2 separate regions of the Mus musculus genome follow, and region 2 is linked to region 1. Evidence: chromatin contacts called from public HiChIP or PLAC-seq data. All regions are on one chromosome and are shown on one strand. The core of a region is the stretch at or near the end of the contact, and the rest is flanking DNA. Distances in the headings are between cores, read along the strand shown.

Region 1 (6,781 bases), core at 1,076-3,575:
TCCAAACGTCACAGTTAAACCCCACCAGAGAGGCCAAGGAACACAGCCTTGAAGGAAGGTCTCTCTCCTCTCTCTCTGTTGCAGACCCAACAGCCTCAGTCTCTCAAGTACTGAGACTAAGGGCATATACTACCACACCTGGCCAACAGGTCCTTATGAGTTCTAAGCCAGCCACGGCTACATAATGAGACTTTGTATAAACAACAAACAAACAAACAAACAAAAAGCCAAACGGGTAGAAGAAATAAACTTTCTTTCTCTTTTAAGGCATTATGACTTGAATGTAAGCTGTCTCCATGGGCTCATGTGGCGAGGTCTTGGTTTTCAGATCATGCACTTTGGGAAGATGCTTGATTTCCAGGGGTTTTGATCTGATCAATTTATTGATCTCTTCAAGGATTCATATGATGGCATTATTAGGAGGAGGTGCAAAGAAGGAGGGGGACCCAGAAGTAGTCAGTGGGAGTTTGTCCTTGGGGGCTATCGCTTGGCCTGGCCCCTTCTTGGGTTCTCCTTCAGCTTCTTGTTTGTCTAAACATCTCTTTTCCACATCGATGTCTTGTGCAAGTAATTATGGATGGAACCCTCCGAAACTTAGAACTAAAATAGCCCCTCCCCCATTGTCTCTGTCTGGCATTTCATCTTGCGATGCAAGATGAAGCAACACAAGAGATTATGTGATTAAGGTCCTACCTTTTCTCCGCCCCCCCTCCCCCCAACTTTTTTTGAGGAAAGAAACAGGTCTTGGAATGCAGAGAGCTGGAGTAGAGTCCTACTCTGTGATGTAGGGAAGTTACCCAAGTGGACCTTCAGTCTTAATACCCCCCAAATCAGTCTGTTCCCTGACTCTGACTTTCCAGTCTGCCCAGCCTTCATCTCCAGTTTCTGCTGCAGCGTTAACTGGGCCAACACTTTCAGAATGCTGTTTGTAGTTAACTATTTTTCTCCTCATTCTCTTCATCCATTTTTTTCCCCTTGCCTTTTTCAGCTCAATATAAACACATACTTGTTCTCCCTCTAACGGGAAAGGAAGTGGGCAATTATTTTTGGTATTCATACAGTCTAAGTCTCAGCATATTAATCTCTTTAGAACAAAGCTGGGAAGGATGACATAGAGAGCTGCTGTGAGGATGGAATTAATACGTTTAAGAGTTTAGTACGGTGCCTGGCTTAAAATGACTGATGATTGCTACTTGCTATAATTTTATTTTCTTAACTTGAATGATACTCACTTATCTATTTATTATTATGACTTAGCTGTGGCTCTGGTTGGAGATGAACTGATAACCCGAGATTCCTTTTCAATTCCTTATCAGCTTGGTTGGTGGCCTGGCAAGAATTTCATACACGATCTCTCTTGTGAAGTTACTTTTGGTAAACTGACAGTAAGTATAAATGAATCACACTCTTTGACAACATTTAACGCGTCTCTGAAATAAGTTTGACAAACAAGCCTACACACACACACACACACACACCCTTGGACACCCCTTTTTGCAAGCCCACATTTCAGAGAATACAGGTGTGTGCCCGGGGCAACAGAAACAGATTACAGAGATGATGATGATGGCTGCCTCCAAGGCGCAGATAAAAGAGGTATCCCCTAGCCAGCTTCAAGGCGCCGGCCCACCTGGGTCAGACTTTGAATTCACCCCATTTTAGGCAGGTAGGAAGAACCTCCCCAAGACTGGCTTTAATCTCCCACCTGTTTTTCTAGTTTTTTTTTTTTTCTTTTCCCTTTCTCATTCTGAATTTTAGGATCCGCATTTCTCCAAACTTGCTTGGATTTGTCTCCCTTGGCTGCTGCAGTGGGGGCTGATTGCTGGGTGGAAGAGGCGGGCCCCGGGATCCATAGGGTGGTCACTAACCCGGACTCCAGAACTAAGGGGTCTCACTTTGCTCTCTCTATATCCACCCAGGCAGTGTGCACGCCCAGCAAAGCGCGATCGGTTCCCGCCAGAGCCACTCCCTTCCCAGGCCACCGGGAAGAGTCGGTCTCCAGGCACCGGCCAGGCGGAGCCGGAGGCCGGCAGGGCGCCCTTGCCCCAGCCTCTTCCTGGTCCCTCGGCGCCACTCCCACCGCCCTCCTCCTGGGTAGCCCAAATTTGCTCGGGGTGCACGTCCTCGGGGCGTGAAGGCGCGGGTCCCCGAGCCTTCCTCCCGCTAAGTGCGTCCCCGAAGCTGCCGCCCGCTGGGGGCTCCAGCGCGGGTCCCCGAGCGGCGGGCGGCGCTGTGGTGCGTCCCTCCGGTCCCCGGGCGCCCGCTGCGCGCTGCCTCCGCCTCCTCCTCCTCCTTGGCGGCGTCGCGTTCCCCCGCCCTCCTTGCTGGGCGGGTGGGAGGCGGCGGCGGCGGCGTGCTGTGCGAGCGCGCGCGAGGGGGGCGGCCGTGAGGAGGCTCCCGGTGCCACCGCGGCGGCCGAGCCACACGGGCAGCGGGCTCGGCGGGGCTGCATCTACCAGCGCTGCGGGGCCGCGAACAAAGGCGAGCAGCGGAGGCGCGAGGTAGGGTGCGCGGCGAGTCGGAGACGCCGGGCGCGGGGTGGTGGCCGGTGGTCGCCCGCATCCCAGTGGTGCGCGCGGGTCGGTCCCCGCGCTTCCCCTTTGGGTCTCCGGGACCTGCCGGGAACGAGCCCCGCGGCCTCTCTCGTCTCTTCCGAAGCCTCTGCCGGGCCTTGGGGCCGCTCTCTCCCCGGACACAGCCGGGTCCCTTCTGCCTCTGGGGTGGCAGTCTCCGGGGACTGTCGCTGAGCTCATCCCCGCGGGGTCGCTAGTCTGCTTCCCGCCGCACTCAGTGGCGCTGACTTTGGCCAACTTAAGGCTGCATCTTTATTTTTCTTTAAGTCCTTGAAAACTTCCACCGATCGGTGTTGGGCAATTTTTTTTTTGTCCTGGATTTGACCTAAAGGGAGGCTGAGAGGAGGCAGCTGGGTGAGATTCCCTGTTTCTGGAGCTACCCGGCCGCAGCCTCAGCTCCTAGGACCATCTCTGTCCCCGGCTGGCGACACCTGGCTCTGGGGTGTGTTTGTGGCGAGCACCACGCCAAGGGGTTGGGGGCTACCTGTGCCCCACCGTGGGAAGAGGGGCGTACCCTGGCTCTCCCCAGAACCGACTAGTCAGGAACAGCTGTTAATGTAGCCTCCAAATCCTTTCACCCCCTCCCCACCTAGGCATCTACATTGGTTGGGGTGGTGGTGGTGGTGGGGACAGCGATGCACCAACTGGCTTCAAATACTCTTTCTCCTGAGGGGGCCGTTTTTCAGATGTACCCAGAGTTTTAAGCCTAGCATTCATTCCATCGTCGAATTTTGGTGAACATTTTACTAGATTTTTCTGAATGGGATTAAGACAAGCGGTTCAGAAATCTGTTTCAGAGTTTGTCAGCCATGCCGGAAAGGGTGATTTTTCTTGTAGCTATTTTCAAGCAGGTTTTGGCTATATCTTTTAGAATTGCCGACCATCAGCTCTGGGGGGTGGGGGGTGGGGGGCCTTAGATAAGATTAAGCTGTCTGTTCTCAGACAGGGAAGACACATATGTATTTAATATTGGGATCATTCACCCAGGGCAAGGCTTCTTAAATGATAACGGTGGCTTAAAAATTGGGAAGGTCGTTGGACTTAAAAGTATTGTTTTAGATAGAGGAAACTTCCAGTCGGTTTTGCTTAGGTTCTCCAATAAGTTGAGAACTTCATTAGGCAGCCGATATCGGTCTTTTATTGCTTTTTCATAAATCCTGTTTATTGCTTGCTAGTTCTTGCTGCCCAGTGAGGTTCTAGATACCTTCAGGGATTAGTAGGGAATCGTTTAAGAAGCCTGTTGTGTTTTTAATTGTTGACTTTGGAGCTCAGAAACCACATTCCAAAGCCAAGCTGGACTATGCAGAGGAAGCACTTTTGTGTACTTTTTGGTTCTTGGCTCCACTGTGAACTTTTCCCTCAGATAACAACAGTCATTTTTCTCTTTCCTCCCCTCTCTCCCCATAACTCCAGAGCAAAGTCTGAAATGGATGTTACATGAATCACTTTAAGGGCTGCGCACAACTATGAACGTTCTGAAGCCGTTTTCTCACTAAAGTCACTCAAGATGGATGAGTCTGCCTTGTTGGACCTTCTGGAGTGCCCTGTGTGTCTAGAACGCCTGGATGCTTCCGCAAAGGTCTTACCCTGCCAGCATACCTTTTGCAAACGCTGTTTGCTGGGGATTGTGGGTTCCCGGAATGAACTCAGATGTCCCGAATGCCGGACTCTTGTTGGCTCTGGGGTCGACGAGCTCCCCAGTAACATCCTACTGGTCAGACTTCTGGATGGCATCAAGCAGAGGCCTTGGAAACCCGGCCCTGGTGGGGGCGGCGGGACCACCTGCACAAACACATTAAGGGCGCAGGGCAGCACTGTGGTTAATTGTGGCTCGAAAGATCTGCAGAGCTCCCAGTGTGGACAGCAGCCTCGGGTGCAAGCCTGGAGCCCCCCAGTGAGGGTGAGTAGCTTGGAAGAGAGGCAGTTGGGTGAATGCAGGCGGTGATGACCGACTGCAGCTCTTCTTTATTAGCTTATTTTCCAAATCAGCTCTAAGAAGCCACACCTACCCGGGCAGATAGATTCAACCTTAGGACCTTATTTTCTCTTGAAATAAGACTGGATCCGACATAGTAAATCCTGTTTTAAAGATCTTCTCTTATAGTCTTCATTGTCTGGTAGGATATATTTTAGGAACCAGGTATCAAATGTTCATTAAAAGGAAAATTGGTATGGTCTCACCCTTTTGATGGCGCTGAGAGAATCGTGTGTGTGTGTGTGTGTGTGTGTGTATACACATACAAATATATATAGTAAATACGTATATGAGTAAATCATAGGTAAGAATGCAAGCCTTAATTTTTATGCTGCTTAGAGCCATTCTGGTGGTTTTATGAATGCACAGTACAGAATATGGTTGGAGGATTTTTTAACAAATCATGGCCACAGGTAGCAGCTTCGTTGCTGTAGCAACAGAATGTCACATAGGACTCTTACATCTGGCTGTACTGGGCTTTGTAGGGAGTGAAATGAAATACTCCGTCAAAATGATTTTTTCCCCCCTTTGGTTTGGGCGGAAATAATTGTAGGTGAAGTTAAATATTTCTACCTTTACTAGGCTTAATTTAGTAAATGATTCTTAATGAATAAGAATTGTGTTTCCTGTGATCGTTTCCTGATAGGACCTGCTTTTGTTGTTTTTCATGAAATGAGACACGGTCTTTGACATCCAGACAACAAGAGTCATTCTGTTTTGGTTGGAAGAAGGCAGTGCTTCCATTTAATACATAGCTATCCACTAGGCAGTTTTGATAATTGGCCATGTATTTGTCAAGTGAATAGATTTTTATAGGCTATTAAAATTGCTATTATTTTTAGATTTAGAACATTGTTATTTGTCTAAGGGTTTTGCCTGCACATGTGTATGTGCACCACCTATGTGCCCGATGCCCATAAATGTCAGCAGAAGGCATCAGAGTTCCCAGAACCGGAGCTAGAATTGTGAGTCACCATGTGGGTTCTGGGAACTGAACCCCAGTCCTCAGCAAGAGCAGCCAATGGTCTTAACCACTGAGATATCTCTCCAGCTTTAAAGAACATTTTAAAGCTGGCTGAGATTTTTCTTTTTTAAATATTTTTAGTCAGAACCTAAAACTGATTACTTTCCTTTAATAAATAGCTATCCACTAGGATGGTAGTGTGGGGACTCATACATGTGTGGACTATCAGCTCATCATTGCAAAAAATAATTTTTACCATTTATAGAATGATAAGAAGTACTTAGATCACTAGCTGTAGTATCTTACTCACAGGTACTGTTTGGATTACTAGAGAACAGCTTTACCATTAGGGTCCTAGTTTCCTAAGATTCATATATATGACATATGATTAATATGTAGATATTAAAAATTGGCCTCAGATGGCTTCCTTCCTTCCTTTTCTTTCTGTAGTCTGGGCTAGCCTGGGATTCACTGTATACCAGGCTGGCCTCAGATTCGTGCTCCCACCTCAGTTTACCAAGTATGGGATTGCAGGCACGATCACCCTGCCTTTGGGAAGGCTTTCTTATTTGGATCCCGATGTATGAAACTCTTATTATGTAGTACCAAGTTTACTGGTACCTCAATTAGTACATATGGGCTCATGAATATTTTAATCTCATAACCAGTGATTCGGCTGATCATTTCTGAGACTTGGAGCCAGGTCTGCTTGCCTTAACGGAGAGGGAAGGTAGATTTGCATCTTTGGAGGGATTTGTTTCTTGTTAATTAGGCCTGGTGAGAGTGGCTTCTGGCTATGAATTAAAGTGTCCCAGTTGTTGTCTTACCTGTTGGGAGGAATGCTACGAATGTCTGATTGCTGATAAAGGAATTTAAGGAGAGGTTCAATCAAGCCCATTTGATTTTAAATGTTCTTTCTAATGTAGGTATTGACAAGGAAATAGAAGCGAAAGGCCCTGCTGCCTCAGCGGCTGGCTAAGATTCCAAAATGGGTTTTTATTTTTCTTGGCTATTTGGAGATTTTGATCCTGCCGATATGCTTTTTCCGGTTTCTATGATTCATAGTTTGCTTCCTGTTTTTCTTTGACATATGACAGATGCTTTTCAGAGAGGGTCAGTTGAACTTGAGCCTTATTAGTTTGTATAGAAGAGTTGAGGACTTTGTGGAGAGCGGAGAAAGACAGACAAGCAGAAGTCTGAATCCGAGTAAATGACGTCATCATATTAAAAATTAATTTTTTTCCGAGTTACAGTAGCATTTGTTCGTAC
Region 2 (6,781 bases), core at 3,008-5,507, 41 kb after region 1:
ACTAAACAAAAATGTTGAGTGTCAGAGTTAGTCTATAAAGATATCATTGTGCACACAAGCTGGGGTTTAATGCACTGCAGGATGCTTAGTGTGGCATCCCTGGACGCTGCCTGCCAGATGCCAGAGGCATACTCCTTCTTAACCTCTTGAATAAAAGTCATAGTTGGGGCAAACAAGATTTACTCTGGGCGGATGTTCTCAGGAGGGAGAGTGGGCAGGATGTCACTCAGATGTCATTCAGAAGGCTGCTTACCCCAGGTGGCTGTGTGACCAAATAGAGAGGATGTGAATTAATAGGGTGTGGGAGGGCAGGGCAACAGTAACAGGTAAGCGGGGCTGTTTGAACTTTTGGTTTAGGAAACCATAGGGCATTAAAGGACACTTCGGGGTGGGGGTGAGGGGTGGGGGTGATCTTAGAATAGGTTATTGAAGCAGACATACCTGACAGCGACAGAAAGTATTTTATAGCTGCTCTGAGTTAGGGGAGAAACAGAAATTGTAGCGGAAGGAAGAGCCTCGGATGTACCTGAAAGCGAGATTTTCAATTATTTCTCTTAATGAAATGTCAGCTGGTAAGGGCAGATCTGACAATATGGAAGAATAATGGATCTGGGGGATGATGGTGGTGGTGGTGGGGCTTTGCTGATTAAGTTGCTCATTATCTGCAGGCTGCGGAGAAAATCAGTCAATGAATTATTGTGGCGGAATACAACTTTCATTTTCCAGATGCCCGGCAACGAGGCGATCTCAAACAACTAGATAGATTTGTTTTTAATGACTTACAAGAACTCATTGTTTATCACTGAACTAAATGAAGTAAACTGTAATGCGGTGCGTGAATAGGTGTAAAACCAGCAGAGAAGCGCCTGCCGCAGTAAGGCTTCACTAAATATTACTTATGGCTGTGTATTAAAGCGAAGACCCTGAGTAAGCACATTCAGTATGCTCTTAGCCTAAAATTCTCCTATTATAATTCTTTGAAAATTACTAATTATTTTATTATATATTATATACTAACTGACAGATAAATATTAAATTAGCAAGGCCATCCCACTTGCCAGTTCTTTCAAGTAAAGGCCAGAATTTGAGAGAGAGAGAGAGAGAGAATGGTCTGCCTTTTTCCTTGAGAGCACCATTTTTTCTGTGTGTGTGCCTTGGACTCCTCTAGTGTCTATGTTACAGGTAGGCTCCACTGTGCTTGTCTACATGACAGTTTTAGTGGAAATCGCTGCCTATGAAGGTTCATCTACACCCAGACCATTTGTACTATGGATTGGCCTGCTGGTAGATTATATATTCAGAGCTTAGGGACCAAACTGAAGTCCTGTTACTTGTTTGTTGGATGAGAACCTTATCTGGGGCTTTTGTTTTTATCTGCGTTTATGTATATGAGTATTTTGCCTGCATGTATGCTTGTATAACACATGTGCCTGGGGCCCATGGCGGCTTAGTAGAAGGAATCAGGTTGCCTGAGACTGAAGTTACAGGCAGTTGTTACTACAATTCGAGTGCTGGGAATTCAACCTGGGTTTTCTGGAAGAGCAGCCAGTGCTTCGTATCACTGCTCGTCACCCTTATTTGTATCACCCTTATTTGGCACATCAAGATACAAGATTGGCAAGGGGCGGTGAAAATTTCCAGTAGCAGTGTGTGTGTTTGTGTATATGTGTGTGTATGTGTGTGTATATATATTTGTATGTGTGTATGTGTGTGTGTGTTGTGGTTGTGTGTGTGTGTATGTAGTGTATGTGGTAGTTTTATGTGTATGTATGTAGTGTATTCGGTGGTTTGTATGCGCGCGCGCATGTGTGTGTGTGTGTATGTGTGTGTATATATATGTATGTATGTATGTGTGTGTGTCTGTAGTATATGTGTATGTATGTGTGTGTATGTTGTGGTTGTGTGTATGTGTATGTAGTGTATGCGGTGGTTTGTGCGCGTGCGTGTGTGTGCGTGTGTGTGCGTGTGTGTGTGTGTGTGTGTGTGTGTGTGTGTGTGTGTTATAATCAGAAAGTTACCTAATCATCTTCAGTTTATTTGCCCCAGTTACTGCTGTCTGGGGACATCATATGACCTAAGTAGAACCTTTATTTTAACTTCAAAAGGATTGGAAAGTCAAAGCCAGCGGAATGAAATACAAAAGATCTAGAGTCAATTTCAGCCTTTTATTCTTTAATATAGGACCTTGGGGAAGTCTTTTAATCTAGTTGAGATGCTATTTCTTAATTGGTCACTTTAGAGCCACAGTCCCCATCGACACACACACACACACACACACACACACACACACACACACACACACGGAGGTTGTGAAGACACCATGAAGACATGACGCTTCTGGCTTGGTCTACCTATTTGTAGCTTCTCCTTTCTCCATTTAATTGTCCACATTGTCCCAGGGTCTTTGTCCAGTGTGGATCTGAACATTCAACTCTTCTAAAATTGCTTTAAAGACTGTCCGCCTTTAAAGTCAGCCTTCAAACCCAGAACAGAGGTCATACTCTGTAGCATGTTCTACCGCAACCCACTGAGCTGTGTCCTCTCTGGCTGCCCAAGTCCTTCCTGTGCCTTCCTGGTCATCTAGGTCACAGAGCGCCAGATGGAACCGGATCCTTTGTACTACCTGCCTTGGTGTGCACTTTTCTCTTACTTGCTATATCTGTCTGTCTGTCTGTCTGTCTGGTGTCCTGGCCTTACACAGTTGTGACAGTTTGTCCTAAATATAACTCTTTTGTGGAGTTGTAAGTACTGTTGAATCTTTCTCTGTTTTCCTTTTTTATATTTTATGTAAAGACTTTGAAATTTTATATGTATATGTCTGAATTTGAGTGTGTGTATGTGTGTAACTGGGAGAAAGTGGTGGTTATAAGCCACCTAACTAGGGTTCTCTGCAAGACCCCAGGTCTCCTAACCTCTGGACCGTCTCTCCAGCCGCTTTCTTTCTCTCTTTATGGACTAGAAGTCCATAAGGCCATCACTTGGGCTAGTTATGGGCCTCAGTAGGTAGAGTGTTAGTCTAGCACCACACAAATGGGTGTGATGTCACAACCTGTGGGTTCACAGCCCACTGTGGCTCACAGCCTGTGGGTTGAGACTGCTTCGGGGTCACTTATCAGATATCCTGCGGATCAGATGTTTATATTATAATTCATAACTAGCAAAATTATAGTTATGAAGTAGCAACAAAATGATATTATGGTTGGGGTTGTCACAACATGAGGGCTGGGATCGTCAGGGATCATCACAGCATGAGGGCTGGGATTGTCACAGCATGAGGGGCTGTGTTAGAGGTCTCAGCATTTAGGAAGGTTGAGAACCACTGCTCTAAAGTGAGTTGGGAGCAGGAGCAATAGAAATTCAAGTCATTTCTGTTACATAGATAATTGAAGGCCAGCCTGGAACAGGTGAGACCTCAATAGACATACACATACACACACACACACACACACACACACACACACACACACACACGTGCACACGCACAAAGATATTACTTGAAGGCATTTGGAAATATTTAAATAGTTAGTACTTGTTATATCTTTAGGTTAAAGAGAAATAATTTAAATTTAGGTTGAAATATTGTAGAATTTTAAGGAGAAAAAAAAAAAACCCAAAACCCCAGAATAAAAGTCATCTCAAAGATTTCCTAATCCTTCAAAGGTGACTTTAGTTTCTTTTAGTTGAGTGTCATTGCTTGCTTATCACATGAAAAAAGAGTTTGAAGGGCCTTTCTAAAGAGCCTGTCGGCTGAAGAGATGGTTCAGAGATTAAGAGCACTTGCCGTTCCGGCAGTACCTGCCCGGTGGCTCACAACTAACTGTAACTCCACTTCGAGGGCAGCTGATGCGCCTTTCTGGCCTTGTTAACACCAGGCCTGTCAGTGGTGTGCATGCGTGCAGACCCTCATACACATAGATTAAAAATTCTTTACAAGTTCTGTTGCTCAGATATGGTGAATGGGGCCTTCCAGAGCTTTATCCGAGGGACAAGATGCATGCGTGTTAGTTACAAACACAGTCACGTTTATGTAGACTTGCCCTGATGAAAGCCCTGTAGAATACTACATTTTAAAAAATAATAGACAACAGAACCTTTTTCATATTTGTGTTGTCTAGAGTAAATTTTAATCATAGTTGCAGTTTGGCTTTGATTCTGCACTTGGTATTTGCAAATGCTTTTCTGTTTATTTATCCCCTACACTTAGAGGCTAAGCTGCGCTTGGCTGTGTTCCCAGCTCTGATGAGTAAGCTCAGCACTTTCCTACGTGAGGGATCCTCAGTGGGGACTTGCTGGTCATTTCCCTCTTCTCACTTGCATATGGGGGCTAGGGAAACTTTCTGGAGACACTGATGGTAGTAAACTCGGTGACTTCCCTGCTTGGGGACTTCTGACAGTGCGCATCATGGCCTAACAGGGAGGGAGGCACCGTGGCCTCACATCACATCATGTATGTGACTGCAGACTAGCTTTTTAAACTGAAGTACATCAATCCACATTTATAGATGTTTTAAAGAGCACAGTTTGAAAAACTAAAAACTAAAAACTCATGTATTGTAGAATTATTATGTTCAAATGCTGTTTAAATTTTTAAATTACATTTATTTATGATTAAAGCTGTCTTCTAACCCCCACATCCACACATGCATGCCACAGTGTGCTTTGGGGAGTTGGTTCCTCTCTTCACCCACATGGGTACTGGGGCTTGAACTTAAGCTGTGAGGCTTGGCAACCCATACCTTTGCCCAGTGAGCAGTCAGTAGCCCGATTTACACTTTGTATGTGTGCGCACATGCCACGGAGGTCAGAGGACAACGTGTAGAGTTGGTTCTCTCCTTCAGCTCTATGGGTCCCTGGGGATTGAACTCAGGTCATGGGGATTGGCGGCAAACACCTTTCTCTGCTGTGCCATCTCTTTGGCAAACTTCACATACTGTTTTGAAGATTCAGAAAATTGTTCCTATGATCATTTAGAGGCCAGAAAAGTATTAGAGAATTGGGTTGTATCTGACAGTAATTTATTTTTAAAGTGTTTATTTTACTTTATGTATATGTTTTGTCTGTATGTTTGTGTACCACATATGTTCCTGGTTCCTATGTTGTACCTGAAATAAGAAGAGGGCACTAGGTGCCTGGAATGGGGTTTACTGATGATTGTGAGTCTCCATGGGGTACTGAGTCCAGGATCTCTGCAAGAGCAACCGGTGCTAAGGGCTGAGCCATCTCTCCAGCTCCTAGTAATCTAATTATTAATTAATGTAATCATTCTGTATATGCCTCTCCTATAAATAGAAAAGGAAGAAACATTACAAATATGAGCTTATTTTCCTATAGATGAAGTTGGAATTGAAATATAATTTATTTTTATTAGAAAACAGTGATGTCATTCAGATATCTTTGTTTAGCCAAATGGAGACCTTAAGGAAATTCTGGAAAAACTCAATCTTGAGATTAAAAACAAAAATGTAGTCATGTGTCAGCCTGTCTATAGCTGTATAAGTTGCAGCTATGGACAGGAGCCTCACAACCTTTATGGCCTGAACATTTCTCCAGTCTGATTGTAGATGGGGCCATTGTGGGTCTTAGAACCTACTTGAGTTATTTCTGCTTTGCACCCTTGGAAACCTCTAGAATTTTTTTAAAGGATGCTTTATAAAAACCAACCAATCAAACAACCAAACAACAAACAATAACAACAACAATAACAAACACTACAGAGCCAAAGACATCTGTGGAAGTTTTCATCAGAAAACTAGACAGGAAAGTCTAAGAAACTTGTCTATGAGCATGAAGAACTCTGTCAATGTGTGGCTGTATTGTATGGTATGGTATGGTGTGGTGTGGTATGATGTGGTATTGTGGTGTGGTGTAGTGTGGGATAGTGTGATATGGTGTGATGTGTGTGGTATGGTGTGGTGTAGTATGATGTGATTGGTGTGATGTGGTATGATGTGTATGGTATGGCATTGTATGGTATCGTATGGTGTGGTATGGTGTGGTATGGTATGGTGTGATATGGTGTGATGTGTGTGATATATGGTGTTGTATGGTATGCTGTGGTGTGGTATGGTGTGATGTGGTGTGGTATGGTATGGTGTGATGTGGTGTTGTGTGGTATGGTATGATGTGGTGTTGTGTGGTATGGTGTGGTATGGTATGATGTGATGTGATGTGTGTGATATGTGGTGTTGTGTGGTATGGTATGGTGTGATGTGGTGTTGTGTGGTATGGTGTGGTATGGTAAGGTGTGATTTGGAAAAGTGGATTAAGGGTGCTAATTGGCAGACCGTGACATGAGGAACCAGAGTTGCTTAGGGCTCCAGTGTAATCACAGGATGGGGGTGGGGGTGTTTCTGAGTGGAAGTGGGCAGGAGACAAGGTTTCAGAAGTGTTGTGTGATGAGCCAGCTGTGGAATACAGGGGACGCCACCACAAGCCGAGCCGTGCAGCCCCTAGAAGCTGGAAGAGGTGAGAAATTCATTTTCCCCTAGAGCTTCCAGAAAAGAATGCAGCCCTGTCAGCATCTTGATTTTAGTTCAGAAGGGCCTGTTTCAGAAATTTGACCTCTAAAACTCTGAGCTAATAAACGTACGTAGTGAGAAGACACGAAGTTTGTTGTAGCTGTCATAGGAAGTGAGTGTGTGCGCACACTTGACAGCTGTGCGTGTGACCATCTACACTTGAAGACAATCTCTCTTTAAACCAGTATTTTCTTAGTGCAGTTTTTTTCCCCACTCCAGTGCTGGAGATGGAACCCAGGGCACACATCTTTAGCTTAGTGCAG

What was found. HiChIP or PLAC-seq counts read pairs in DNA pulled down with a chosen protein or histone mark.
Region 2: an HNF4G HiChIP or PLAC-seq map of pancreatic cancer cells shows a contact between it and region 1. The contact joins the enhancer-like site here to the promoter of Sh3rf1 in region 1. A contact is called at or near these places in 21 of 484 Hi-C or Micro-C datasets (the 63-12 cell line, the HL-1 cell line, LSK cells and 12 more), 12 of 115 datasets of contacts at active chromatin or transcription factors (bone marrow-derived macrophages, a colorectal cancer cell line, embryonic fibroblasts and 7 more) and 3 of 9 other capture datasets (adipose tissue, liver and pancreatic islet).

Annotation. Positions count from the first base shown.
Region 1 is chr8:61,221,846-61,228,626 of GRCm38.p6, forward strand. It overlaps Sh3rf1 (SH3 domain containing ring finger 1), which reads left to right and starts at 2,326. Exons shown (of 12, transcript NM_021506.2): 1 at 2,326-2,501; 2 at 3,987-4,473. The coding sequence starts at 4,081.
Region 2 is chr8:61,261,339-61,268,119 of GRCm38.p6, forward strand. The region is part of intron 2 of Sh3rf1 (SH3 domain containing ring finger 1); the gene reads left to right. Among named protein-coding and RNA genes, the nearest start is that of 1700001D01Rik, 24 kb to the right of the region's middle. Within about 2 kb of position 4,258, at least 58 of the 459 cell types and tissues checked have an H3K27ac peak or open chromatin away from gene starts, as enhancers often do. A contact at or near this core is called in the HL-1 cell line, a colorectal cancer cell line, embryonic fibroblasts and 3 more, where this site is marked.